Linked DNA regions of Mus musculus: all the other regions are linked to region 2. The links are chromatin contacts, called in public ChIA-PET, HiChIP or PLAC-seq, Micro-C and promoter capture Hi-C maps. All regions are on one chromosome and are shown on one strand. Each heading gives the region's core, a stretch centred on a gene start, on an enhancer-like site or on the middle of the called end of the contact. The rest is flanking DNA. Distances are from core to core; before and after follow the strand shown.

Region 1 (5,682 bases), core at 1,617-4,116, 290 kb before region 2:
GAAATAGAATCCGAGAACCCTACACTGTAAACCCGAGACCAAAACAGAAACCTTTAACAAACCCCTTCCCTTACATCTCCAACAGTCCCAGTAACCCACATTCTAATGGTTTCTATGAGTCTGACTTCAGACAGCTCATGTGTTTATCTTTATGGGCCCACTTTCTTAATACTGTGTTGAGGTTCTACCAACATTTTCTTCTTTTTTCAAAAAAAAAATATTCCACTGAATGCATATATATACTTTTAGCTTGATGGCAGCCGGGGCTACATAACAACTGTCTCAAAAAAAAAAAAAAAATACAAAAAGACAAGCCTGGTGATGCCTGACTTTAATCCAAAAAGTTGGGGAGCAGAGGCAGGCAGATTTTCTCTGCATTCAAGTCTAGTGTGGTCTGTACAGTGAGCTCCAAACAGCCAAGGCTACACAGTGAGACCTCACTGCAAATAAATAACACAACAAACCAAAACAAACAAAAACTCAAATCCCCAAAGACTATGCTTTCAATTCTTGTAAATATAAACCCAGAAGCGGAACTGTACTTATTTAATTTGTTAAATAGGGTCTCTATGTAGCCCATGCTAGCTTCATAGCGCAAAAGTTCTCCTGCCTCACCCTTCAAAATTGTAGACATGTGCTACCAGGCTTGGCTTATTTTTAGTTTTGTAACAAAGCTCCATACTATACATAGTAGTTATGTGGTTCCATGTCTATCTAGTTAGCAGTGTTATCTGATTAGTATAAGTCTGTGTTATTGATTTAGTTCATTCATAAATACTTCCTTTATGATTAACATATGTGTGTGTGCTTTTTGTCTGTGTGTGCCAGGGGCTGAAAGGTCTCACTGAACCTGGAACACTCTGATTCAACTACACTTGCTAGCCAGCAAGTCCTAGAGTCTGTCTACCTCTGCCTTATCACTGTTGGGCCCAGGTTTTTGCTTTTTACATGGTTGCTAAGATCTGAAATCAGGACTTCATGCTTTTGAAGTAAATACTTCATCAACTGGACCACCTCCCACAGTACCACTCCTCCTGTTCTTCCTCATTTTACTTTTAGATTTTGTTTTGTTTGTTTTTTTTTCAAGACAGGGTTTCTCTGTATAGCCCGGACTAGGCTGGCCTTGAACTCAGAAATTCGCCTGCCTCTGCCTCCCAAGTGCTGGGATCAAAGACGTGCACCACCACAGCCTGGCTACTTTTAAATTTTATAGACAGTGTCTTATATAGGCCAGGGTAACACTGAACTCTGAGCTTTCCTGCTGCCAGTATGCCTGGTCTGTGTGCTGTTTACAAACGCTTACCTACTCTAAGACCATGAGACATGGTTAACTTTTTATAAGAATGTTTATTTTACAATCTGCTTAGAATTGGTGTTTTTATTTGGTACGACTATTACAAAGTCAAAGTTCATAGTTTTACACACAAAAAAAGTCCAATTGAGACAACTTTGTTTACTGACAGAACCACTTCGTTGATTTCATCTTTACACAGAATTCTGTGTTCATATATCTACAGGCCTCCGATTGCACTCAGATAGGGTCTCATGTAGCCTAGGCTAGCCGGTCTCAAATTTGCTATTGCAGGAGAGGCTGGCCAGGAACTCCTGATCCTTCCACATGTTAAGAACTTATGTTGACATTCTGTGAAAACCACAATGTCATAGCTACTGCAGCTTTTCACTAAATCTTGCTATGCCCTCTCACTTTGGTCTTGGTAGTGTCCCATTTAGAGCCTCTATAATGGAGAACATTTATTTCTACACACAAATAAAGACAGACCTAGGAGTTAATCTGGAAGGAAAGTAACATTTTGACAACACCGTATTTCCAAACGGTTAATATATGATCCCTCATTTAGGTACACACAATCCCTGGGCTTTTGTTTAAGTCTTTAGGGGTCCATCCCTTCTCCAGGGCTTAAAACATGAATCAGGGCCCAATTTCTCCTCACCTGACTTGGGATCACCAGGCTTCCCGTTAGCCATGGGGGGAGGGCCCAGAAGGCTGGGTGGTCCTAAGAGCAGACGTGAGAAAACAGCCATCAGAACGGTGCAAAGGACTGATCACCTCGTCCTTACGTGGTCTTATAACACTCAGTTTTTAACCAGGTAAGTCATATATCCACTCAGCAGTGCCGCAAACTCTCACCCCGTCCATCTGCCCGTCCCTCTGCAGAGTTGTTTGAGAGTCCATCAGAGGGTAACAGAGGTCTCTAACAGCTCTTTCCTCACAGTGCTGCATCCACAACATGCCAGTGATTCCACGTACCCCAATCCCTCACCTTAACTGTTGGCCCATCATAGTTTTTTTCTCCTCTCCTTCCCTCGGGGGAGTAGTTCACAGAAGGTTGACCTAACCAGTGGAAGTGTGGTCACAAATTGTCTTCCCGATCATCACAATCTGTAACATCGCTGCCACCCCTCTCCCCCCGCCATTCTGCGGTTGCGCAAGCCAGATGTTTAGCCGAGCCGCCACCTCCCCTGCCTTCTCCAGAAAGGATTAGGAGCCAGATTGAGGTTGAGGGTTCAAGCAAGCGAAGCCCTCAATCCAGGTTCCACCAGCATCCCTCCCCCACCACGTCCCACCCCACCTCCACGCGTGCGCCCTTCCTCCTTCCGTTGGCACCTCCTCCCCCGCATTTCATTCTATCCTAGCCCCCTGGCCGGCTGACAGGCGTGTGCACGCCCTGCCCCTCACCCATGGGGCGCTCATCCTCCTCATCTCCAGGCTCGTCCCGCTCAGACAGTGCGAGATGTTGCTGCTGCTGCGGCAGCGGCGGCGGCTGGTCCTGCTTCTTTCGTTTCGGCATAGCGGCTGCGGCAATGGCTGCAGCAAGATTTGGAGGGCAGTGAGGAAGGGGCACACTAGCTTTCCTTCCGCTTCCGGGTGGGCGATGGGCCGGGTGACCGAGGCGCCCACCATGCCACTTCCGGGAGGTCGTGGATGTGCCGCGGCCGTTCGCTCCTACAAGGTGCCTCGCTCACCCCGCCGCGCGCGTGGGGAAGCTTTGCTCCCCCTTGTGCAGTTCCTCTCCACGTGGGAAAGCACCACCCCATTCCAGTGAGACACCGGACAGGCTTCGGGACTCTGGCGGCACGCGAGAGGCCTGTCGCATCCTAAGGTCGCCACATCCGGGCCCCAGTTACCATGGCAACAACTACAGCCACAACTCCGTGCTCTCTGACCTCTCTCCAAAAGTCCTTGTCCCGCTCGCTTTTCCTCCTCACCCGCGCTCGCACGTGTGGCCAGTGAACCTGCCTCTTCCGCAATCTCCTTACCGAGTCCTGTTGCCGCAGGCCAGTCCACGGGGCAGCCAGTCCACCGGGCAGCCAGCGCAGTCCCGGCTCTCCCGCCAGGGGCCATCCTCTCCAGGCGGCCGCGCGGTGGGGCGTGTCCTCGCCCCGTCGCCCGGCCCCCGCCAGGTGAGTGGCAGCTCCCGGGAGCGCCGGGCGGCGGTGACACGCGTCCCCCCTCCCGCGACTGCCACTTGGTAGCGCCCGTGACGGAGTCGGCTCGGGCCTCCCACGCGCGTCTCCCGCTCGCCGCACCGTGCATCCCGGACCCGCGGACTCTCACGTGCCGCCGCTTGCATCCCCGCCGCCCCGCTCCCCGCTCCCCGCCGCTCGCTGCTGACGTCACCGCGGCCCCGCCTCCCCAGGGCCCCGGGCCGCCGGCGGGGGCTGCCCCGGGGAGTCAGTTGCGGCGGCGGGGAGCTCGGCGGAGGGCGGGCCGGGGCTCCGGGGCCATGCCGAGGAAGAAGCCCTTCAGCGTGAAGCAGAAGAAGAAGCAGCTGCAGGACAAGCGGGAGCGGAAGCGAGGTCAGGGAGGGGGCGGGGCCGCTGCGCAGCTCTGGAGGAGGGCTGTGCCGCGGCACCGCGGGCGGGGGGTGGGTGGGTGGGCTCTCGCGATCCCGCGTGGGCTGCCACGGTGGGGGTTTCCCGCAGCGGCGGGACGGGGAGGGGTGGAGGGTGGGGGATGGGAAACTCTGCTTCTGCTTCTGCTGCTGCTGCCACAGGGCGCTGTGACGACCTCCAGGCCCATCCGGGACGGGGTTGGGGCGCGCGGTTGGGAAGATGGAGCCTCTGGAGAAGTTGGGTCGGCTGAAGAAGAGCTTGTCCTACCGGCTCGGGGGGCTTTAGGTCCCCTAAGAACCGGTCTACACCGGCGTCACCGGCCCCTCCCCTCAGGGCTCCAAGATGGGCTGCGCTCCAGTTCCAACAGCCGCAGCGGTAGCCGGGAGCGGCGGGAGGAGCAGACGGACACGTCGGATGGGGAATCCGTGACCCATCATATCCGCAGGCTCAACCAGCAACCTTCCCAGGGCCTGGGGCCCAGAGGCTACGACCCCAACCGGTAAGCCAAGGAGAAGGGCGCTGGCCGCAGTTTCCCCGCCCTCACCCTTAGGAAAAGCTTCCGATGAAGGATTGAAAGTGGAACTAGTGAGGCTGGAAGCCAAGGAAGGTGGTTCTCCCTGGATGGGCCACAATCTTTCTTGCCTTCCAATGGGGACTGTCAAGAGTTTGTTTAGAGGAGACTTGAACAACCAGGAGAGGAACCTTTGCAGTTTTGTGGTCAGAAGAGGAGATTGTTTGTCACAGGACTCCACTAGATGTGTGGTCCCTTTCCCCTTAGATACCGGCTGCATTTTGAACGGGACAGCCGGGAGGAGGTGGAGAGGAGAAAGAGAGCGGCCAGAGAGCAAGTGTTGCAGCCGGTCAGTGCTGAAGTGTTAGAGTTGGATATCCGGGAAGTGTATCAGCCTGGCTCAGGTGAGTGGGGGCTACTTGTGTATGCCATCAGCCTGGGGAACTTGCTGGCCAGAGAAGGGGTCCAGAAAAAGTCCTCATGCTTATCCGGTCTCTTTCCTTGTTTCCCAGTCCTGGACTTTCCCCGGCGGCCTCCTTGGAGTTATGAGATGTCCAAGGAACAGCTAATGAGCCAGGAGGAGCGGAGCTTCCAGGAATACCTTGGGAAGATACACGGGGCATACACTTCAGAGAAACTCAGCTACTTTGAGCACAATCTGGAGGTGATGGTGGCGTGTTTACTGAGTCGACATACTGTGATCTTAGTGTCCTGGTTCAGGCAGCAGCCAAACTGAAGACAGTCTCTCTTCTGATCTTTTCAGACATGGAGGCAGCTGTGGCGGGTGTTAGAGATGTCTGACATCGTCCTGCTCATTACTGACATCCGACATCCGGTGAGGACTTTGAAAGGTTTGCAAGGGGGAAAGGGGATGATTCTAGTATGAGAGTGTTCTGAGGCAGGAATTGGAAGGCAGAGAGATCTTTGTTTGTTTGTTTGGTTGGCTTTCAAGACAGGGTTTCTCTGTATAGCCCTGGCTGTCCATACTGGTCTACAAAAGTGAGTTCCAGGATCTACAAGGAGATCCACCTGCCTCTGCCTCCCGAGTGCTGGGATTAAAGGCGTGCGCCACCACGCCCGGCCAGAGAGCTCTTTTTACACCTTTTGGTGGGTGTGTGTGAAAGGCTCTGATTTGCAGGTGCTTGCCATCCCACTTGTAGACGGTATGCTTGGAATTGGGAAGCCACAGAGGTCAACCTTGGTGTTCCTCAGGCAATGGCACCATTTGCATTTCCTTTTGTTTTGCTCTGCTCTGCCACCGAGGATGAAGCCCTGGGCCTTGCATCTTGCTCGTACTAGGCCTGAGCTTTTTACCA
Region 2 (5,771 bases), core at 2,902-5,401:
CCTTTTGCTGTTGATATAGATTCTTCTTTTTAGTCACGTGAATGTGTTTGCTTGAGTGTGTGCGTATGTGTGTGTCACTGCCCAGGGAAGCCAGAAGAGTGCATCAGATGCCCTGGAACTGAAGTTATAGGCTAGGGAACAAACTCAGGTGATCTGCCTGAGTGGCCCACTTACCTGCTAAGCCATTTCTCTACCCCTGATTATTCTTCCCTTGAAGCACTTAGGTCAAACCCATGCCCCCAGCATGCTGGGCGGGCGCTCTACCACTGAGACGCATTCTCCACTCCACCGTCATTCACTGTCTGCCCTTGCATCACTTCTTCATCCAACTCCCTTCCTTGTCAGAGCTAGAGATGTCATGTGGATGTTTCATAGATCCCCCTTTCTCTGGCACTAGTCACCATCATGCTTGTGGCTTACCTGATTTTCCTCCCCTGAACCTAGTCGTCTGGCTGTCATCGACTGGGTCTGCTCCCATGCTGTTCTCTTATGGACAACTGAAGTTACCTGGGTTTTCGTTTGCTTGTTCTGGGGGTGCTGGGGATCCATGAAAGGTGTGTATGATAGAACAGTCTCTAGTACCAGGCTACACCTTCCTCCTGCCAGAAGCTGCCTTCTGCACTTTTATTATTGTTATTTTATGATCAGGTTTCCAGCAGTCCTGACATGGAGTCACGAATAACCAACTTCTGATCCTTCTGCCTCCTCCATCTGAGTGTTGGGATTACAAGTGTGTTGTATCACCACGCCTGTCTTGATACCCTTTTAAACCCGTGCCTCTATTCAAATCTAACTACTTAGAAACAAAATAAATCTTGATTGTAAATAACCTTAAATATTTTTCAAGACTTTGTTAAGCAGAATGTTAAGCAGAATCCTAGGCAGTACCATCTTTGATTTTTATTAGTAAAATATTTACCATGTGCCCTCACTAGTGATTTAAATGTTAAATGCTGTTACCCATTCTATGGGAAGATGCAGACTGGCTCAGCACAGTTTGCTGGATATCAGTCTCAAGTGGTTTTAGCTACCTCCAACAAATGGGGAAAAGAACTACTTCCTAAGTAAAAAGGCTTAAATCAAAATCTTTTTTAGTTCTTCTAAAATATTTTTCAGATCATGTGGTTCCACTCATTTATTTAAAATCTGATATATTTGGAAGACTCAATATTATTGCAGTAAGTTACAGAAATTTTAGGGTACTCCTCACTGTTCTCAATGGAGGACAACTGACCAGATGTATACAGTCAGGAAGGGACTACTCAGAGTATATTCTCAGCTGCCCTCCCCAACCCCCAACCCTAGCATCATGGGCCTGGCTGCCTACCTTGTATTCCTGTGTAGCATCATCCATCGGCACGACGGTGTGGGGCCGGTGGGTATGAGAAATTGCACATATCAGACAGACAGCCTCCTGGTCTTCATAGCAGAAAAGGCTAAGAGGTTCGTGGTGCTGGGAGCAGAGGCTTTCATCTCTGATCTTCCGCTTGACCGTCTGGAGCTGCTTGGCGATTTCCACCATACTGCCTAGCTGTCGGTTAGGCCGGAGACTCCGGTATCGGGATGTCTTCCGACAGACAGGGCAAGGGAAGTCCCGCTCTAGGTCTTCCCACCAGCGGGTAATGCACGCTTTGCAGAAGTTGTGCCCACATTCAATAATAACTGGCTCCTTCAGATACTCTAGGCATACAGAACAGCTTGCTTCCACCTGCAGGTTCTCCAGAGCAGCGGCTGTGGAGGCTGCAGAGGTTCCAGCCTCTAACAGACTTGTCTCTGCCATTATAACTTGGAGGCAGGGAGAGAGGAAAGAAGTGTTAGTTGGAGGGTTATTTTGTTTCCTGACATTAGCTCCCAGTAAGCCATAGGTCTAGATGAAGCCCCATCTTGGTATTCTCCCATTTCCACCTTTTCATCTGTTGGTCTATTTACAGTGTGTGTGACCTCTCCCCATCACTGTTATTATTATTTTATTATTATTTTGAGTCAGCAAATATCAGCAGTGCCCAGAATTTCTTTACCTCTGCTTTTTCAATACCAGCAATGAAAAGGAGCCTGATATGGCGACTGAAACCCATTTCCCTAGCCATTTTTGAGGTCAAGGTAGGGGGACTGTCATTAGCTGAAGGCCAACGTAGGCTACACAATGAGTTCTAGGTTAGCTTGAATTACACAGATCTTATTTCTACAGGGAGGGAACCATGGGAAATGAGATATGTCACATAAGCCAAAGTATTAAGATTTTAGCTGGGCATGGTGGCTCACTGTGAGGCAGGAGGATCAATACAAGAATAAGGCTAGCCTGGGCTGTAGAGTAAGATTTGTAAAACAAATAATATATCTACATATCTATTAAAACTGACTATCAGCCCTAGAACTCATTACTACTTTAAAGAACTTCATATATAATTACTGCATCGATTTCAAAGAACCCCAAGCTACTTCTTCTAACGTCATAGGAAGTTTATTGTTTTAGAGTCTAGCCTTGATTGTCTGCTGTTCCTCTTAATGAGTTACACTACAGTAACACACTGTTTCAGGGAAAGCATGACATGGTTCTTCCTTTCCCCAAACTAGCCCAAAGGAAGAACGCTCTCTTCTTGAAGATGCTCCTGTCACTCACCGCATTTCTATTTGTGTGCAGCTGGGATGGCTGCAAAGCAACAAATACATATCAGCTCTAAGGAAGCACCATTGAGTGCATTGAGGGCAGCAGCTTCTTGGAGAGAGAGCTGGCAAGTACATTCTAAACATTCAGTGGTGACTGCAGTCTTTCAACGTCACTACTGATAACTAACTCCTTAGATAGTCAGTGATTAGGAAGGAAATTAGCCAGGTATGGTTAATACTAGGTAGGTAGCGCATGTACCGAGGAGGCAAAGGCAGGAGCCTCAGGAACTCGAGGCCAGCCTAAATTAAATATAACCAATAAATAGTTATTGGTCTCAATAAATGAATAAGTGTATGGAAAGAGACAACCAAAGCTCTCCATTCTTAAGATGTCAATACATAAGTAAGCTAATTTATCTGGTCCCATAACCCCCTACTTTCCTTCTGTCCCAAAAGGGGCCCCCCAAAAAGGAAGGAAATTTGATAGGTCTACCCATCGACAGAAAAGTGCCCATGTAATGAATTGGGGCAACAATGATTATTTCTGTATACTGGTGGTACAAATGGAAGGATTTTAAGTAGGAGTTGGTAACTTATCCTCTTTTAATGGAGAAAAGAATTGATCCAGATAAGTACAGTTGGATGATTTCTTTCTTCTCTGCCCATTAGAATCCAGTTTTGACTAGTGACTTAGCCTCCTCCTCCTCAATCCTACAGATAAGTGGCATCCTCACCTAAAACTGAACCATATTCACACTTGAGAGACCTGCATGTATCTAATTAGCAAATAGATGGTATGAGAGAGAAACGGGCTCAAGGATAGTGAAGAACGGAGAGGATTTGGAGCTGGGGGTGGTGTGGTGGTGGTGTAGAGGGCAGCCATAATATGGCCTTGTGCTCCTCTGGCTTGATCCTTCCTCCCACTCTCCATTACTCGATCTCAGTGTAAGTAATCGCGTCAGAGACGTCCACGTTTTGCCTTTAATCACTATTGGGTACCACCTCAGGAGCCTCTTTCAAGCACTGGCCACAACTCTGTCCCACCCGTTCTCCATCTTCTCCAGCCATATCGGGAGCATGAGGACCAGAGTGAGGGAGCATACGTCGTGCTTGGCAGGGAGGAACGGATGCGTGTCTAAGTGAGGGAGAGGTGTGACGTGAAGGTGGGATGCCCGCTGCCATGTCGCAGCCCAGACCCGCGATGACTGCGTCAGTTTCACCCGGGGAGACCAAAGGCAGCGGGACAGGGGAACGGCGGGGTAGCCAAGCAACGCCGGACGCGCTGACGTCGCCGGGGCGGCAAACGTCCTCCGGGCCCGAGGCGGGCGGAGGCAGCTGTGGTTGCGCGCCGGCCGGCTGACGTACTCGCCGGGCGTAGGGCCGCGGCGAGAGGAGCCCGCTCGCTGGAGCCGGCTGCGGGACCCTTGTGGCGGCGGCGCAGCACCTACCTTCCCGGCTCCGGGTCCCGGAGTGCCGGGCGCGGAGCCGCCGGAGCACTGCCTCCCTCCTTCCTCCTCCCCTCACCCCCGCCCCGCGGCGCGACACACAATACTCGCCGGAAGCGGAAGCCGCGCTGCGGCGATGGAAGACAGCTGCGCGGCGCCGAGCCGCCGTGCCAGGGCCTAGTCGGGCCCGCGGCGGGTGGCGGGCGGAGAGCCGGAGGCGAGGGCCTGCGCGGCTAGTTTACCGGGCGAGAGGGAACCCGCCGCTTCCCGTGGCTGAGGTGCTGGCGCCCAGGTGACCAGAGCGGTCCCCCGGAGACTGAGGGCCGCGCATGCGCGTGGCGAGACGCCGAACCCCATGGCGGGCAGCGCGCCGTGGCTGGGCTGGCAGAGCTGCGCGGTCAGCGAGCCCGCAGAGGCTCAAGCTGGTCCTCGGTGGGGCTGGGAACCGCAGAGGCCTGGGCGGCTACGGGTTGTGGGCGTTGGGCCACACTTTCCCGGTCTCCGGGTCAATTCTGGGGGAGGGTTGCTGTTTAAGGCGGCGGTGTATTACGTGGCCGACCTGAGAGTCTATGCTGGCACGTCACTTCCGACTGGCTGAGGTTTGGCAATTTAACCGGCAAGCTGTAGTAGGTGAGTTATCTTGGCTGCAGACCGAGGTGCGTCTTTTCCCCTCCTCCGGTTGGGTGATGTATTAGCCAGGGGTTCTCTAGAGCTACAGAACCTAGTGAATGTTTCTCTCTCTATAATTAATCGTGATGACTTACAGGCTAACCCAACAATGGGCAGCTGTGGATGGGAAGTCCAAGAATCTAGTAGTTGCGCAGTCCCACGTGGCTAGTTCTTTCAGCTGGTCTTCTGTAGAAGTAGGTTCCGACAGATGTGCTGGCAAGTAAGTGCAAGCCCGTGAAGAAGAGAATCTTCCTTCTTCCTATGTCCTTATGTAGACTTCCAGCAGAAGGCGTGGCCCAGATTAAGGTGTGCACCACCTTGTTTGGATTTGGGACTTGCTTTCTCCCGGGCTGACTTTGAACTCAGAGAACTCCTTGCCCCAGTCTGGGATTGAAGTCGTGTACTGCCTTGCCTGGTCCTAAACTTAATGGCCACTGTACCTCAAGATCTCCATGTCAAGATCCAGGTCAGAAACTTGTGTCTTCCAGCCTCAAGATCTGGATCACAGGTGAGCCCTCCAATTCTGGGTTGTAATTCCTTCCAGATAGTCAAGTTGACCACCAGGAGTAGCCACCACAGCTGACATTAGCGAAACGCTTTCCCTGGCTGGAGCTGGAGTGTAGAAAACCGGTCTAGTTCGGTGCTTTGCTGCCCCTGCATCTAGGATGCCAGGAGGACCAAATCCTGTGCTCAGGAAACACTGGGTGGGAACCAAAGCCTGCTTCTTTCTCTTTGAAGACCTTGCTTAAGTTTCTCTGGGAGAGCAGATGGAGCTTATGGATAGACTCCAGACTTGCACATTGGCCTCCTTGTTGTGTTTTATAAAAAGATAAGGAGAGAAGGAGTGTGTTTGGTGGAGGTGTAGTCAGGTGTGGGAGGAGGGGTGCCTCTGCAGGCCCATGCTGCCGCATCCCTCCCCCCTGAGGGACCAGCCACACGATGACGATGGCATAGTATAGAATAGAGTTTATTCAGGGAATGGGGAGGGGATTTGAGAGGGTAGTAGAGACGGAGAAAGGTGGGGGGGGGGGGGGAGAAGAGAGCAGAGAA
Region 3 (5,241 bases), core at 119-2,618, 430 kb before region 2:
GAATGTAGTAAGCAGTATCTAGAATATAATCGTGTTGTACCAGTGAAAGGAAGGAGGATCCCTGTGAGTTCAAGGCTGACCTGCTAAGTTAGTTAGTTCGAGGTTAGCGGAGGCACATAGTGAGACCCTTCTTTGGCTTAAAGAAAATGAATCAAAGACATGCAATCAACATACAGCTCAAGTCATCTTTTAAATAAAAGAACATTTAACCGGGTAGTGGTGGTGTACACCTTTAATCCCAGCACTTGGGAGGCAGAGGCAGGCAGATTTCTGAGTTCGAGGCCAGCCTGGTCTACATAGTGAGTTCCAGGACAGCCAGGGCTACACAGAGAAACCCTGTCTCGAAAAACAAAAAACCAAAACAACAACAACAACAACAAAGAACATTTAAGTTACATCAATACTCCTTTATTCATTAAAAATATTTCAATTTTGGTTATGCCAACAATGAAAGCGATTATTGATTATTTCGTGCTACTTGAATTTGTCTCATTTACTTTAGGAACACGGATAAGTCATCCAACTTAAAGCTTCAAACGTCTGGCGATTTATTATGGACATATTGAAAAAACCAACGGGAAAGAACTATACAAGCCACTTTCCTGGAATACCTTCATGTTTTATTATAATGAAATAAATTATTTTATTATACTTTTCTCCTCTTTTGAAAGACGACGACAGACTTTGAGGTTTTAGCAAAACAGCTTGCTGTATTTAGGATCTTCCATTTAGGAAGATGACCTCAAAATGTCCGTCATTGGCCAGGCGTGGTGGCACACGCCTTTAATTCCAGCACTCGGGAGGCAGTGGCAGGCGGATTTCTGAGTTCGAGGCCAGCCTGGTCTACAAAGTGAGTTCCAGGACAGCCAGGGCTATACAGAGAAACCCTGTCTCGAAAAACCAAAAAAAAAAAAAAAAAAAAAAAGTCCGTCATTTTATACATTAATACGTACATACATAGATGTGGAAGAAAAGCAAGTAAACAGTCCAAATCAAACGGAAATAAAATCCCTCTGCAATAGGGAGTTCTAAAGTGCCACGCCTACAGGGTGTTTTCCAATCTGCAGCCTCCAGCCACGACTGCTGCCTGCAACCCCCCATTTCTCGTGAGTCAGCTGGCGCCATTTCTGGGATGACCGAGAAGGGCGCTCTGGCCTTGGAATGACTTCTATGATAGAGCCCTTCTAGCCGCCGCCGGTAACTGGCGCCAGACTCTCTGGTAGGCGTTTGGAAATCTGCGCGGGAAGTAGTCCGTGGATGACGTAGCGACGGAGGGTTGGCCTAGGGCACTACCCAATCACGGTGCGGGATTCTCAGGCCACACCCTCCTGATTAGCGTTTTCTTCAGCCTGTTTCCCGCCGGTAGCCGCACATTTGAGCTGTGAGGAGGTGAGGCAGGGGCGGGGCTTCCGACTTGAATCAATCGGCGCGCTTCCAGCAGTAAAAGACAGTTCCAGGAGCCAATCAGCCCACCGACTCTCTTCCGGGATTCGCACTCCCGCCACCTGGTAGCGGCCGTTACTGGTGGCGCGCGCGCGCGGATTCAGTCGGTGAGTTCGGCAGCCCGCGCCCGGGTTACCATCTTTGATTCCTCCTGAGGGCGGGAGGGGCGTGCCCTAGGTGTCACTGGGCTGAGGTAATTTGGGTTGCGGTTTTAGGTTTTTTTATGCTAATCCTTGCTTGGCGCCCTGGCCCGGGTGTAGGTTTGGTGACACGGAAACCTTAGGCCACGAGGGAACGAACTCCAGCGTAGGTACCAAAGATGGTTGCCCTTCACTTGGAGCAAAGGGTCGTAGGCGTCTGCTGGGTTGGCAGGACGGAGTTTACTTCTTGGGGTACACTACTTTTCCTTTCAGCGTTTTCCCCGTGTGTGACATCTTTATAGGTAAAATCCACCCATGCAGTTTTGAATTTCTGTCTCTAGTTTGTCTGTTAGTAACGCCGGCTATGTAGTTACCATGAGAGCAGGATTCATTTTGAGGATGCATGCCCAAATACTGACCGGTACCAGGTGTGCATAATTCCTGCAGAGTAAATAGGACGGACCCGAGTAGGGGAGGTGGGGATGTAGATACAGTTCCACCCGTACTGATCTGGAAAGAGATGTCAAAGACAGAAAGGGGGCCGGGCGGGCGTGGTGGGGCACGCCTTTAATCCCAGCTCTGGGGATGCAGAGGCAGGCAGATTTCTGAGTTGGAGGCCAGCCTGGTGGTCTACAGAGTGAGTTCCAGGACAACCAGGGCTACACAGAGAAACCCTGTCTCGAAAACAAGCAAACAAAGACAGAAAGGGTCTTGCCAAGGAGCTACTTTAATTCTGTGAACTTAGCAGCCACGAGAAAACGCTAGGAGTGATTTAGAGACGGTCCTTAACCCATCTATGTTGACGTTTCTCATCTGGGAAAAAAAAAAAAAAAAGAACAACCATACTTTTACAGGGTTCTTCTCAAGAACAAATGAATCAGTCAACCTAATGTGTTAAAACTGTTTAACATATAAACCCCTCTTTATATGTTAGCTTCTCTGGTTCTTTGCACTTCAAGCTGAAGTATGCTGATGAGAGTGTATAAACTGGGGGCTTTGTGACTCATTTCTATTTACATGCTGTGTTATTCTGAGCAAATCAATTTTTGGAGTTATTACTTCCCTGTCTCGTTTGGCTATTATGCCTGATACAACACAATACTCAATAGAGGATTATGAAATCAATTAGGGAGTGGTAGATGGGCTTTTAAAAACTAGAACATGTACAAGACCCTAAGTTTGATCATCACTAGTTTTCCTGTGTGTGTGTAATATCTGACCCATCAGATCCCATTACGCATGTCTGTGAACCGTGTAGTTGCTAGGAATTGAACTCAAAACCTCTGGAAGAGTAATCAGTGCTCTTAACAGATGAGCCATCTTTCCAGGCCCAGAAACAGTATATTTCACATACCATTGTTTCTCAAAGCCCATACCCTCACACAGGTGAGTGCGTGGCTCCAAGGAGGGTGTCAGATACCCTGGAATTTGAATTACAAACTGTTGTGAACCAGTGTGGGTTCTGAGAACTGAACCTAGGTATTCTAGAAGAGCATGCAGTGCTTTTAACCACTGAGCCACCTTGCTGGTTTTTGTTGTTGTTGTTTTTTAAAGGGGTCTTACTGTGTTGTCCATGCTAACTTGGAAGTCTTGGACTCAAGCAATTACATTGTTTCAGCTGCCCTCAGCTGGAACTGTGGGTATACACCACCTCAGTCCAGCTTACCATGTTTTTTTATGCTTTAAACGAAGTACCCATCTGTGGGCTGAGGCTATAGTTTGGTGGTAGAGCATTTGTTTTGGTGTGGGAGGCTCTAGATTCAGTCTGTAGTATCTAAAAACAAACAAATCCCATAAAGTATCCCTTTCTATATAATGGTATACTTTGTGTCATGGCCAGAAGTATAAATATGTACGTGTTCCGTTTTGGATGGCAAGGTCTCACTGTAGCCAAGGCTGGTTTCTACATTTTTTAAAAAAGATTTATTTTATGTATATGTGTACACCACTGCTCTTTTCAGACACACCAGAAGAGGGCACCAGATCCCATTGCAGATGGTTGCGAGCCACCATGTAGTTGTTGGGAATTGAACTCATGACCTCTGGAAGAGCAGTCAGTGCTCTTAACCACTAAGCCATCTTTCCAGCCTCCCCCCCACCCCACCCCCTTTTGAATCCATGATCTAGCTACTTCTGGCTAGCCTGGAACTTGCTATATAGACCAAGTAGACATCTGCCTACCTCTGTCTTCTCATTGCTATAATCAAAGCTGTACATCACCATGCCTGGTAAGGTCTCTAGTTCTTTTTTTTTTTTTTTGGTTTTCTGAGACAGGGTTTCTCTGTGTAGCCCTGGCTGTCCTGGAACTCACTCTGTAGACCAGGCTGGCCTCGAACTCAGAAATCCGCCTGCCTCTGCCTCCCGAGTGCTGGGATTAAAGGCGTGCACCACCACGCCCGGCTTCTCTAGTTCTTAATTTTTCTGCTTCATCTCAGATGCAGGGATTATAGATATATGCCAACATGCTTTTATCAAATAGATTTTTTTTTCCTTATTGGTAGTACTAAGAATTGAACACTTGGCCTCACATAGGCTAAGCAAACATTCTATTTCTGGCATACTCTCCCACCCCTGAATATTGTTACATGCTTTAGAATAACTGATAGGAAATCATCACCTCATGGTTGTTCACATCTTTAATCCCAGCACTTGGGAAGCAGAGGCAAGGGGATCTCTGAGTTTGAGGCCAGCCTGGTCTGATTATGTGTTTCCTTTACAGATCATGGAAAGCACCCAGGTGATTGACTGGGATGCTGAAGAAGAGGAAGAGACAGAACTATCCAGTGGCTCCTTGGGGTATAGTGTGGAGCCTATAGGGCAGCTACGTCTCTTCAGTGGAACTCATGGACCAGAAAGAGGTCAGGAGATATTGGGAACTAAAGTATGATTGTGGGTCTTTCTTAGAAGAAGTTGGAAGTTGGAGGGTTGGTAGAACCATTTATATATATGTACACACACATACATACATATACATACATAAGTACATACACATATACATATGTATATAAATAAGTATGTAGTGTGTGTGTATATATATATATGTATATATATATATATACACACACACACACACATACACATATGTTTCAAAGGGGATATGAATAACTGTACCACTAAGGATGCCAAAGAGGCCACCTGAGTTGACTGTTCGAGGCTGGTTCTGGGATTTTCTTGGAGTGATTTTCTTTTGTCAAGAGAAAATGAAGAGCTTCAAATAAAACTACAATGTGGGGGGTGAAAAGATGGCTCAGTGATTAAGAGTGCTTACTGCTCTTGGAGAGGTTTAGGTTCTCAGCACCTACATGGTGGTTCACAACCACCTGGAGCTCTAGTTACAGGGGGCCTGACACTATCTTCTGACCTCAGGATACCAGCACACATGTGATAGACATGAATTCATGCAGGTGCACACATACACACTGTGGGTGTTGGTGACTGTGGAAGGACAGTGGCTGTATAATAAAACGGGACAGCATACGTGCAGTGATTGAAGTGGTTAGAGTTGTATTGTGTGTAGTGTGTTTCCTTTATTTTTGTTTTTCCTTTGAGTCAGGGTCTCTCTATATAGCCTGTGCTGCTCTGGAATTCACTATGCAGACCTGACTGGCTTCACAGAGATTCACTTCTCTCTGCTTCCCACGTGCTGGAATCAAAGGCG
Region 4 (5,100 bases), core at 1,395-3,894, 390 kb before region 2:
GAAGAGCAGTCAGTGCTCTTAACCACTGAGCCATCCCTCCGGTCCCTTTTGGGACCTCTTGCTTGGGATTGTTTGGCCTCAATTACCCAAACAGGAATGACTTCAAGCATGTACTGTCCTGTCCACTTAGGTGCCTGAACCTGAGCAGATATAACTTATGCCGTATGTCATCCAATAGAAATACCAACAGCAGAGACGAGAATATCCAAGTTATACTTTATTCACAGAGCTTGCATCTGACCAGGCAGTGGATCCTAAAATAACTGCTTTCCATCTTCTCTCCTGCCACAGGCTTTATAGGAAGCAGAGAAAAGGAAACAAAAACCATCCATTATTCCAGAACTCAAGTTCTGTCGCTGGTCAGGTGGTCAGTCACATTTCTGAGATCTGAGACATCCATGCCTGTCCACTTTCTGAAGCTCAGAGAACTGAGTTAGTGTTTGTTGGAATCTTCTCCTGCAGTGTCATCTCATCTGTGTTGGGGAGGGGTTAGCTCACAACAAACCATTAGCAGTAGGTATGTGCCAAGCTGTTAGCAACACATACCTGGATTGCTTTTTAAAATGTGGAGTGTTTTGTTTTGACTTTATCCATTCTACTCGCTCCCCATCAGTAGGAAATAAAATCTACTTAAATTGCCTATTATTATTATTATTATTGTTATTATTATTTTGGTTTTTTGAGACAGGGTCTCTCTGTATAGCCCTGGCTGTCCTGGAACTCACTCTGTAGACCAGGCTGGCCTCGAACTCAGAAATCTGCCTGCCTCTGCCTCCCAAGTGTTGGTTAAAGGCATGTGCCACCACTGCCCGGCTTTTTTTTTTTAAGATTTATTTATTTTATGTAAGCACACTGTAGCTCTCTTCAGACACTCCAAAAGAGGGCATCAGATCTCCTTACTGATGGCTGTGAGTCACCATGTGATTGCTGGGATTTGAACTCAGGACCTTCGGAAGAATAGTTGGTTGAGCCATCTCTCCAGTTTGCCTCTCATTATTTTTGATTGTACATAAATTACACATTTCAGTCAAGTGTGATAGTACATGTCTATAATCCCCACACTTGGGAAGTAGGAACAACAGGATCAAGAGTCTAAGGTTGCTGGGCGGTGGTGTCGCTCACCTTTAATCCCAGCGCTTGGGAGGCAGAGGCAGAAGGATTTCTGAATTCGAGGCCAGCCTGGTCTACAGAGTGAGTTCCAGGACAGCCAGGGCTATACAGAGAGACCCTGTCTCAAAAAAACAAAACAAAAAACAAACAAACAAAAAGAGTTCAAGGTTGCGGGGGTGGGGGGTGGGGGGTAGGGAGGATACTGGGGTGGGGAGGTGCCCTCTCAGAGGAGAAGGGGAATAGGGGGAGAAACTCTTTCAGGGGGGACCAGGAGGGGGCAGCTTTGAGGATGTAAGTAATTAAGTGCGTAAGTAAATAAATAAATAAATAAGAGTTCAAAGTTATCTTTAGCTATGTAGTACATACAAGGCCAGCTAATTGTACATGAGTCCCGTGTTTTTTTGTTTTTTGTTTTTGTTTTTTAAATGGTGAACTGGAGAGCTGGCTTCTCAATTAAGAACACTTAGGTTTAACTCCCAGCACTCACGTGATGTCTCAAAAACACCCCTAACTACATTTTCAGGAGATCCAATGCCCTCCTCCAGATTCTGAGTGGTATACATACTTGCAAGTAAAATGCCTACACACACACACACACACACACACACACACACACACACACACCCAATAGAGGGGCTGGAGAGATGATTCAGTGGTTAAGAGCACTTGCTGCTCTCAGAAGACTGGTGTTTGGTTCCCAGCACCTATATCAGGCAGGTCCCAACCACCAGTAACTCCAAGTTCAGAGAGACACAATATCTCTGACCTAAAAGGGCACACACACACACACACACACACACACCACACACACACACACACATACTGTGCAGATAAATTCATGCAGGCAAACCCACATGCACATTAAATAAATAAATATTAAAATCTTATGATACCCAAACTCCCACCTAAATGTATTTATTATGTACCTTTAGTTTTTGTTGTTTTAATTTTTAATATTTTAAGTTAGGCCGGGCGTGGTGGTGCACGCCTTTAATCCCAGCACTCGGGAGGCAGAGGCAGGCAGATTTCCGAGTTCGAGGCCAGCCTGGTCTACAAAGTGAGTTCCAAGACAGAGAAACCCTGTCTCGAAAAACCAAAAAAAAAAAATTTATTTTTAAAAAAATTAGGTGTATGTGTGTTTGTGTATGAGCACGTGCACACAAGTGCAGGTGTCAGAAGAGACCAGAGGTGGTAGATCCTCCTGGATCTGGAGATATACGTGGTTGTTGGTGAGGGATGTGGGTGCACCGAATCGAACTCGACTTCGCTGAGCCGTCTCTCCAGCCCTTTGTTATATATCTTGTTTTCCTAACCCTGATTTGTACGTCTTTTATTTATCCCAGCTGTGGGAACTAGTTAGTCATCACTGACAGCTTGTATTGATAGAGAACTGCACCCGCGCACAGATCATTAGGGGGCGACGGAGAGCTTGGACGAGGCTGTGCATGAAAGCCTCTTGCACTTAGCGTCGGGAAAGAGGCTGCGCGATTTGAACCCGCCCAGCCACCGTCGATCCCTGGCCGGAAGAGCGCGACTCTTTCCGGGTTTCGCGGTCTGTGGAATTGGAGTCTCTACGGCAGCCGGAGCGAGGCGGTAGTACCGCAGGCTCTGTCCCCGCCGCAGTCCTGGCCGTTCCGCGGTTGCGCGCCCGGAGCAGGACGCGTCGCCATGGCGACGCCGGCGGGGCTGGAGCGGTGGGTGCAGGAGGAGCTGCACTCGGTGCTGGGGCTGAGCGAGCGGCACGTCGCGCAGTTCCTGATCGGCACCGCACAGCGCTGCGCCTCCGCCGAGGAGTTCGTGCAGCGCCTGCGGGACACCGACACCCTGGACCTCGGGGGGCCGGCGCGGGACTTCGCCCTGAAGCTCTGGAGCAAGGTGTGTGCCGCCGGGGCAGGCCACTCACAGCCGAATTGGCTCGTACGCAGTGTGGCTGTCTATTCTGTGATAGCCTGCAACTTTCAATATAGTACACAGGCTGGCTTAGAACTTGCAGCGAGCCTCCCTGGTAGTGGGGTGACAGAGAGACCTTTCATTCTTGGTTCCGCCCACCATTTAATTTTTTTCCTCTGTTATCTAGATATCATGCTAGGTGTTGGGTGTATACAGGTCTGTGGAGAAGACTCGAGATGGGGCTCTACATACATGTTTAAGCTAGAGCCATTGTTAGTTACAGCACATACCCCAGGCCTAAGGATGTAGCTCAGTTGGTAGAATGTTTGTCTAGCATACAGTAAGCCTTGGATTCAATCCCCAGCCCTGGGAAAGAGTCACTGAGAACAGAGCTAGGAGAATTAGCATTTAGGAAATAGGATCGAGGCTGGGGAGGGATGGCTTAGCAGTTAAGACCCCTTGTGCATCTGGAAGACTTGAGTTCAGTTCTCAGCAACCAGGCCTAGTGGCACACAACCATCTGTAATTCCAGCTCCAAGGAGATCGGAGGGCTTCTGGCCTTTGCCAGGTACCCCATACACATAAATAAATGAAAAATAAATCATGAAAAGAAAATGGGTTTTAGAACATAAACTACTTAAGCTCAGAACCAATACTTTAAAAAAAAAATTCTATCGTGGGGCAAGAAGAGATGGCTCAGGGATTAAGACCACTTGCTGTTCCTCTAGAGGAACCAGGTTCAATTTCTAGAACCCACGTGGCAACTCACAACTGTAACTCCAGTTCTATGAGATTCAGCACCCTCACACACAGCTCACGTTGCAGGCAGAACACCAGTGCACATAAAAATAAAAGTAAGTCATTAAAGTTAGGAAGAAGTTTTAGTTCGTGCATATGCCCGTGTGAGGCTGTGAGCGTACAACCTGTGAGAGCTGGTTCTTTGCCTCCACCACGGGATGGCTTTCAGTAATCATTTGCTCAGTGGATTCCTAGAAGGACGTTCAGAAGCTGCGGAGCCCTGTTGAGCTATGACCGTAGAACAAGACCACGAAGAAGAGAAAGATGGAGACAGGCTTTAGATATAGTAACCGGTTCGTAGGCAAATGAGGGTACTGAGGTCAGGAGCTGTCATATCTACCGGCAGGTGCCACGGAAGGCTGTGGTGGAAAAGCCAGCTCGGGCAGCTGAGCGAGAGGCCCGAGCCCTGCTAGAGAAAAACCGTTCTTATAAGTTGTTGGAAGACAGCGAGAGCGGCGAGGAGGCAGTGGGTAGTAACGGGAGCAGCCTCCAGAAGAAGCGGAAGAGACGGAAACACCTCAGGAAGAAACACCAGGAGGACGAGGAGGACGAGGAGGAAGAGGTTTCCGAGTCAGGGAAGAGGAAGGCAGGGTAAGTCAGAAGGAAGGAGAGGGATTGGAGCAGGCTGTCGGCTGTGGGGATGCTAAGCTTTCTCAGTACCCCCGTTTGATACACTGGGCTGGGTTTGCTGGGTTCAGGGGGAGTAAATCACCCACGGAGGAGAAGCCAGCCTCAGAGGATGAATGGGAAAGGACGGAGCGTGAGCGTCTCCAGGACTTGGAAGAACGGGATGCCTTTGCAGAGCGGGTTCGGCAACGGGACAAGGACCGGACCCGGAATGTCCTGGAACGGTCAGATAAGAAGGTGAGCTGAAGAGAGTCAGTCAGGCAAGTCTGGATTTGGCTGCAGAGTTGTCTCTGGGAAGACAAGAGTTGTCACTAGGGTTCCCCGTGGGCTCACTGGCTATGGTTCTCCCTGTCTGGTTGAGATCGACAGAGGTTCTCCACCGAGGAGGGGCAGCGAAGGACATTAGTCATCCTGACAGCAATGGTACCTTTGGCCTCACATCCCTTTACATGATTTCTTCTAGGCCTATGAAGAGGCTCAGAAGCGCCTCAAGATGGCTGAGGAAGATCGGAAAGCCATGGTGAGACCCTGGGTTCAAAAAGCAGTGTCTGAAGACAAAGATGGCTGGAGTGGTCGGCCGTAGCAGGAAGGGTCACAGAGGGAGTGTGCAGAGATGTGTCTGGGTGGTCAGGCTCTAGAGGAGAGGGGCCTGCCTGACAGGAACCGGAAAAGAGT
Region 5 (5,350 bases), core at 946-3,445, 450 kb before region 2:
CTGAATGTCCTTTCTCCAATGACACTCAATGGATTACCTAAATCAAGTGATCTCATGCTAGTCCTGGAGCCTCATTTCAGTCAGGTTGCTGTTAGTCCCTGCCCGAGGTCCCTACAGTAGCTTGTTGCCCCTCATATTCTTCCCCTCGGGGGCATGGTCCTCATCCCAGGCAGCTTCCAGTTTAGACTGCTCTTATTCCTGGCCTGTGCTCTATGATCTGGGGTCAAACGTGGGTTTTCAGCCTGTCTGGTGAGCTCTCCTCTCTGCCCAGCTCCTCTCCCACCATCCCACTGTTAGCACTTTCCATGACTCCTACACAGGAAACTTACTGTGAGGTGGCTTTTCTTGAGATTCCCCCAAATCAATCCTGTACTTTTCCAGCTTTGAGCCTCTGCTGATTTTTTTCTTTTTTTTCTTTTTTCTTTTTTTACAGTCACCCTTTACATCTGCATGTGTCATATCCCACCTAACGGGTCATCTCAAATGTCACCCCTGACTGAAGCCTCCCTTACTATGAGTCAGATGTGAACACTAACTCCTCAGGGTCCCCATCAGAAGAGTCTGGTCATGGTTCCCTCCTAAGTCCAGGGGATAAAATCTTTCAGACCAAAGTGACAGATTTACCTGGCTTGCTTTCCTCTCATGGAACTGAGCTCGGAGCTCTCAAGAGTGCACATATATTCATATATAATTCAATTGCTTATTCGGGAGTGTGTATGTGTGGGCATATGTGACCACGTATGGGAGTCAGAGGGTGACTTTCTAAGAATTAGTTATCTTCTTTGACCACGTGGATCCCAGGGATCAAACTCAGGACATCAGACTGAGCCATCTCACCCAAATTGTTTGTTTTAAGATATCTCTCTTACTCTCTCTCTCTTTTTTTTTTCTTTTTTTTCTTTTTTAGTTTTTCGAGACAGGGTTTCTCTGTATAGCCCTGGCTGTCCTGGAACTCACTCTGTAGACCAGGCTGGCCTCAAACTCAGAAATCCACCTGCCTCTGCCTCACAAGTGCTGGGATTAAAGGCATGCACCACCACGCCCAGCGATATGTCTCATTTTTACTTTATGCATATGAGTCTTTTGTCTTTGAGTATGTATGTGTACCACATGCATGTAGATGCCTACAGAGATCAAAAAGGGAAAAGGGCATCAGATCTCCTGGGACTGGATGCGAGATGCCACTTGAGTTCTGGAAACTGATTCCAGGTCCTCTGCAAAAGCAGCAGTGTTCTTAAGAACTGTGCCACCAGTGTCTCCCCCCCCCCCCCTTCTATGTTATGGTTTTGGTTTGTTTGTTTGTTTGTCGTTTGAAACTGGAGCTTGCTTTGCTGTGTCTTCCTGCCTCCGCTTGGCAGGCTGGGAAGAGGGCTGAAGTTTCATGTTGTGATGGGTAGTTTCCACCACACTTTCACTCGGACTGTTAGAGGTGCTCAGAAATGTTGACTTCTGTGTTCAGGGAAAGCGGTCTCTCAAGCATTACGGGGATCCCGTGGGTTCCTAATGGTGCTATTGACGACGGGCACAAAGTCTCATAATTTTAGAAACTTCACTTATTTTGTGACCCACCTAGTATGGGGCAAAGGCAGGAGCTTCGGACTTCCTGTCTTCCCTCTATCCCTTTGAATAGCGTCTCGGGAGTGTCCCTAAGTAACCATTGCAGTTTTGTGTCCGTGTGCTCTGTTGAAATCTCTGTGATGTGTGTATGGTTTTCACGTGAACGGAGGCAGGCAGAGCCCGGTCTGTGGGTTCTAGTGTGTTCTTTATCTTCTTGGAAGTTTGTGCAATGACTTCCCTCCTGTTTCCTGCGCATACCTCCAAGTAAGTACGTGAATGTGTTTTCTGTGGTCCCTTGATCTTGCTGGACTTCACTAAGGAGGGTGGCTGGACCATCTGCTACGTGTCTGAGAGCCCCTCTCTAGCTACCTCATGTCCGGACGTGAGCTTACTCCCAATGTTTTTACCCACAAGCATTCACTACTCCCAGGAAAGAACGTGCACTGGGGCACCTAGAGAATAACCAATCAAGGCTCCGCCTACATTTTGCTTCCTCCTTGGAATTTCCAGCCCCTTGCAGCCAACTGCTCCCCAGCTGCGAAGGGCGGAGTTCCCCCCGGCCCGGCCCCTTCTTTGGCTCTATAAGTAGCTCTGCTTTGCGGGGGATTTGCACTCCTCTACACTCTCTGCACAACGTCTAAATTATGTGCCACTCGCGCAACCATCTCCACACCATGACTGGCCTGAGGGCCCCTTCTCCAGCTCCCTCCACCGGCCCGGAACTCCGGCGGGGCTCTGGTCCCGAAATTTTCACCTTCGACCCTCTCCCGGAGCGGGCCGTGGTGTCCACCGCGCGTTTGAACACTTCTCGCGGGCACCGAAAACGCAGCCGAAGGGTGCTCTACCCTCGAGTGGTGAGTATCGCCCGAGTGGGCATCAGGAGGTCGCGTCGCCCTGGAACTTGTAGGTAACAACTAGGCGCAGGGACCTTCGATCTGACGTTTCCCTCTTTTATCTGCTCAGGTCCGGCGCCAGCTACCAACCGAGGAACCCAACATTGCCAAGAGGGTCCTCTTTCTCCTGTTCGCCATCATCTTCTGCCAGATTTTGATGGCTGAAGAGGGTGTGTCGCAGCCCCTGGCTCCGGAGGATGCTACCAGCGCCGTGACACCTGAGCCCATTTCTGCGCCCATTACTGCGCCCCCGGTCCTCGAGCCTTTGAACCTGACCTCGGAGTCCTCGGACTATGCGCTGGATCTTAAAGCTTTTCTCCAGCAACATCCGGCGGCCTTCTAAACGCGATGGGTCACAGTCCGAAGAAACAAAGGCACCATGGATGGGTACCTGGTGCGAGAGAACGTATCCCAAACTGGGATTTCTAAGGCAACGCTAACTCAGAACACTACCGCCAAGAGACACCGCGGGTCCTGGCTAGGCCCACTGGGGACGGACAGAGACTTTCTCCGTGTCTAATTAATATTTATGTATTTATGTATATCCTCCTAGGTGAAGGAGGGGTGTATGTAATATTTATTCTAACTTATGCAGGGGTGCGAGATATGCCTCCCTGCTGTAACACAGATATTTATTACGATTTATAGGGTCGGTAAGACAGAGTTGTGGGAGGGAGGACCCGGGTGGTAGGACTCCCAGCTTGGGGATTAGTCTGGGGGGGGTGTAATAAGATTAGGGGTAACACTCCGTCTTCCAGCACTTCAACTCTGTAGTCTGTTGTAAGGCTTTGGAAGACCCTTGGGAATCCGGCCTTTGATGTCTTCTGGTTGCTTCTCAGGGGCAGCTGCAGGAGTCTTGGGTCCATGGATTGTCAGAGGGCGGCTGTCTGGGGTCGCCTAGTATGTATGTTCTGTGAACACGAATAAACTTGATTTGCCTGTCATTATTATCTGCAGTTCTCGAAGTGTATCATTCAAGCGGGGGGGAGGGGGGAGTGGCGGGAGGATGTGACTAGGTGCCCAGTCCTCACCCTTTCTTGGGTCCTGAACTCTTTCTTGGAGTTACAGACCTATATCCGGTCACCGGATGCAGTCATACATTGCTGGGTGTGCGGTTTTCCCAGTTAGAGAGTGGTGTGGCAACCTGCTTACTCATGGCAGGCGGCGGGTATTCAGGAACCAGAGTGGAAGGGCGTGGCCTCGGTTGGGGGCGGAGCTTCCACGCCAATGCTTCGAGCGGGGGGGGGGGGGGGTTGGTTGTTGGTGGGGGGGAGAATGTCTGGCATCCCCCTGGGCTGCCGAGAACTGTAGTGCTGCGGACCCGAGCGGAGCCTGCCGGGAAAGGGGCGGACCGAGGGGTTGGGAGGGGGCGGGGTCGCGTCTGTTGCTGCAACAGGGTGCGGCCGGGTGGGGGGCGCAAGTGCAGCTTCCACTAAGCCGGGTGTCCGAGCAGTCCCCACCCCGTTCTGGGGTTCTGCGGGCCTCCGCGCTTCTCAAGACCCCGGTGGGGTTGCTTACGGGGACGTTCCGGAAGGTGAGTGGGGATGGGAGGCGGAGCCTTGGGCTACTGAAGAGCCTGGAGGCTGCGGAACTGCTGCAGACCCCTGGGCGCGGGAGAGCTTTGTGTGGTAGAGGGGCTAGGGGGCGCGGTGAGAGGAAGACTGTGAGAATCAACTGGCACAGAGGAAGAAGTCCGGGGGGGGGGTGTCTTAGGACTGTCACAGGGGCGCTCAAGGGACTGGGCGGTGGCAGAGGCAGTTGGTGCTCCTGATAGGAGGGTAAGGAGGTGCCACAGGGCCCCTTCCCCTTTGCAAAGGCTTCCTCTCTATTCCTCTCCAGCTGCAGCTTCAACCATGTTTTTCACTTGTGGCCCAAATGAGGCCATGGTGGTCTCCGGTAAGTCTCCTCCCAGCCAGTGACACCCACCCCACGCCCTCCCTTAAACCTGACCTATGCCCCCTCCTGTCCGCACCAGCTTCCCAGCCCTTACGTTCTGCCTGCGACGGCCACAAACCACCTGTGATTCCCAGCCTCCAAAGCATAGAATTCTCCCCACCCCCACCCCCACCCCAGCATCCAGATTCTCCTCATGGGCGTTCCACCTTTTACCCCAATGGTCTTCAGCTTTGCCACGGTCACATTATGCCCCCACAATACAGGGTTCTGCAGGAGCCCCCCAGTCATGGTGGCCGGAGGCCGAGTGTTTGTCCTACCCTGCATTCAGCAAATCCAGAGGTAGGTAGCAACAGAACCCAGGAAGGGAACCCATTTTCCTCTCTCTCTCTCTTACTGTCTGCTCCTTTTCCCCTAGGATCTCTCTCAACACACTGACCCTCAATGTCAAGAGTGAAAAGGTTTATACCCGCCACGGGGTCCCCATCTCAGTCACGGGCATTGCCCAGGTGAGGCTCTCAGAGCCTTCCTCCCAAAGCCCACCCCCACCTTTCTCCTGGCCATTAAGCACCTCTGGCCGTGGACTTCTCAACTCTGTCTTTCCGCTGGTCTCACCTTCAGCCGCCGCCCCCAAGACCCCTAGCTCTTGCTCCTCCTCTCCTTGCTTCCACCATCATACCCTTTCTATCTCTACTACGGCCGCAGGTGAAAATCCAGGGCCAGAACAAGGAGATGCTGGCAGCTGCCTGCCAGATGTTCCTGGGGAAGACAGAGGCGGAGATTGCCCACATTGCCCTGGAGACACTGGAAGGCCACCAGAGGGCAATCATGGCCCACATGACTGTGGAGGTAGGGCCAGGGGACAGGAGAAAACCTGGGTGGCATGTCAGGATGAGAAGACCATGACAGACCAGCTCACCTGTGACAGGTGATGAATCTGACTGCCCTCTTCCTACTGTTCTTTCTCTGTAGGAGATCTATAAGGATAGACAGAAATTCTCAGAGCA

What was found. Promoter capture Hi-C pulls out the DNA fragments that hold promoters and counts their contacts. A called contact is a pair of places that touch in the nucleus more often than the background predicts. ChIA-PET counts read pairs in DNA pulled down with a chosen protein or histone mark. HiChIP or PLAC-seq counts read pairs in DNA pulled down with a chosen protein or histone mark.
Region 1: a Micro-C map of embryonic stem cells shows a contact between it and region 2, with 4 times the contacts expected there. The contact joins the promoter of Prr3 here to the promoter of Trim39 in region 2. A contact is called at or near these places in 8 of 39 promoter capture datasets (the C10 cell line, cranial neural crest, embryonic stem cells and 5 more), 9 of 484 Hi-C or Micro-C datasets (CD4 T cells, CD8 T cells, the HL-1 cell line and 4 more), 4 of 115 datasets of contacts at active chromatin or transcription factors (cardiomyocytes, double positive thymocytes, embryonic stem cells and 1 more) and 3 of 9 other capture datasets (adipose tissue, liver and pancreatic islet).
Region 3: an RNA polymerase II ChIA-PET map of memory CD8 T cells shows a contact between it and region 2, with 22 read pairs. The contact joins the promoter of Mdc1 here to the promoter of Trim39 in region 2. A contact is called at or near these places in 1 of 39 promoter capture datasets (pre-B cells), 2 of 484 Hi-C or Micro-C datasets (both in embryonic stem cells) and 2 of 115 datasets of contacts at active chromatin or transcription factors (embryonic stem cells and memory CD8 T cells).
Region 4: an H3K27ac HiChIP or PLAC-seq map of double positive thymocytes shows a contact between it and region 2, with 6 times the contacts expected there. The contact joins the promoter of Dhx16 here to the promoter of Trim39 in region 2. A contact is called at or near these places in 1 of 39 promoter capture datasets (pre-B cells) and 1 of 115 datasets of contacts at active chromatin or transcription factors (double positive thymocytes).
Region 5: a contact with region 2 is called in a promoter capture Hi-C map of embryonic stem cells, with 3 times the contacts expected there. The contact joins the promoter of Ier3 here to the promoter of Trim39 in region 2. A contact is called at or near these places in 2 of 39 promoter capture datasets (embryonic stem cells and pre-B cells), 3 of 484 Hi-C or Micro-C datasets (embryonic stem cells and rod photoreceptor), 2 of 115 datasets of contacts at active chromatin or transcription factors (embryonic stem cells and pancreatic cancer cells) and 1 of 9 other capture datasets (adipose tissue).

What each region holds. Positions count from the first base shown.
Region 1 is chr17:35,976,429-35,982,110 of GRCm38.p6, forward strand. Prr3 (proline-rich polypeptide 3) reads right to left here and starts at 2,867. Exons shown (of 4, transcript NM_145487.4): 1 at 2,699-2,867; 2 at 1,953-2,015. The coding sequence starts at 2,810. Gnl1 (guanine nucleotide binding protein-like 1) reads left to right here and starts at 3,527. Exons shown (of 12, transcript NM_008136.2): 1 at 3,527-3,819; 2 at 4,189-4,354; 3 at 4,634-4,770; 4 at 4,879-5,030; 5 at 5,130-5,201. The coding sequence starts at 3,747.
Region 2 is chr17:36,267,282-36,273,052 of GRCm38.p6, forward strand. It overlaps Trim39 (tripartite motif-containing 39), which reads right to left and starts at 4,152. Exons shown (of 7, transcript NM_178281.1): 1 at 4,056-4,152; 2 at 1,328-1,785. The coding sequence starts at 1,780.
Region 3 is chr17:35,840,130-35,845,370 of GRCm38.p6, forward strand. Mdc1 (mediator of DNA damage checkpoint 1) reads left to right here and starts at 1,369. Exons shown (of 16, transcript NM_001010833.2): 1 at 1,369-1,550; 2 at 4,303-4,441. The coding sequence starts at 4,306.
Region 4 is chr17:35,877,134-35,882,233 of GRCm38.p6, forward strand. Dhx16 (DEAH (Asp-Glu-Ala-His) box polypeptide 16) reads left to right here and starts at 2,645. Exons shown (of 20, transcript NM_026987.2): 1 at 2,645-2,985; 2 at 4,145-4,389; 3 at 4,497-4,662; 4 at 4,889-4,945. The coding sequence starts at 2,779.
Region 5 is chr17:35,819,518-35,824,867 of GRCm38.p6, forward strand. Ier3 (immediate early response 3) reads left to right here and starts at 2,196. Exons shown (of 2, transcript NM_133662.2): 1 at 2,196-2,411; 2 at 2,521-3,394. The coding sequence starts at 2,202. The coding sequence ends at 2,793. It overlaps Flot1 (flotillin 1), which reads left to right and starts at 3,840. Exons shown (of 13, transcript NM_008027.2): 1 at 3,840-3,984; 2 at 4,290-4,346; 3 at 4,610-4,685; 4 at 4,762-4,852; 5 at 5,049-5,192; 6 at 5,316-5,350. The coding sequence starts at 4,304.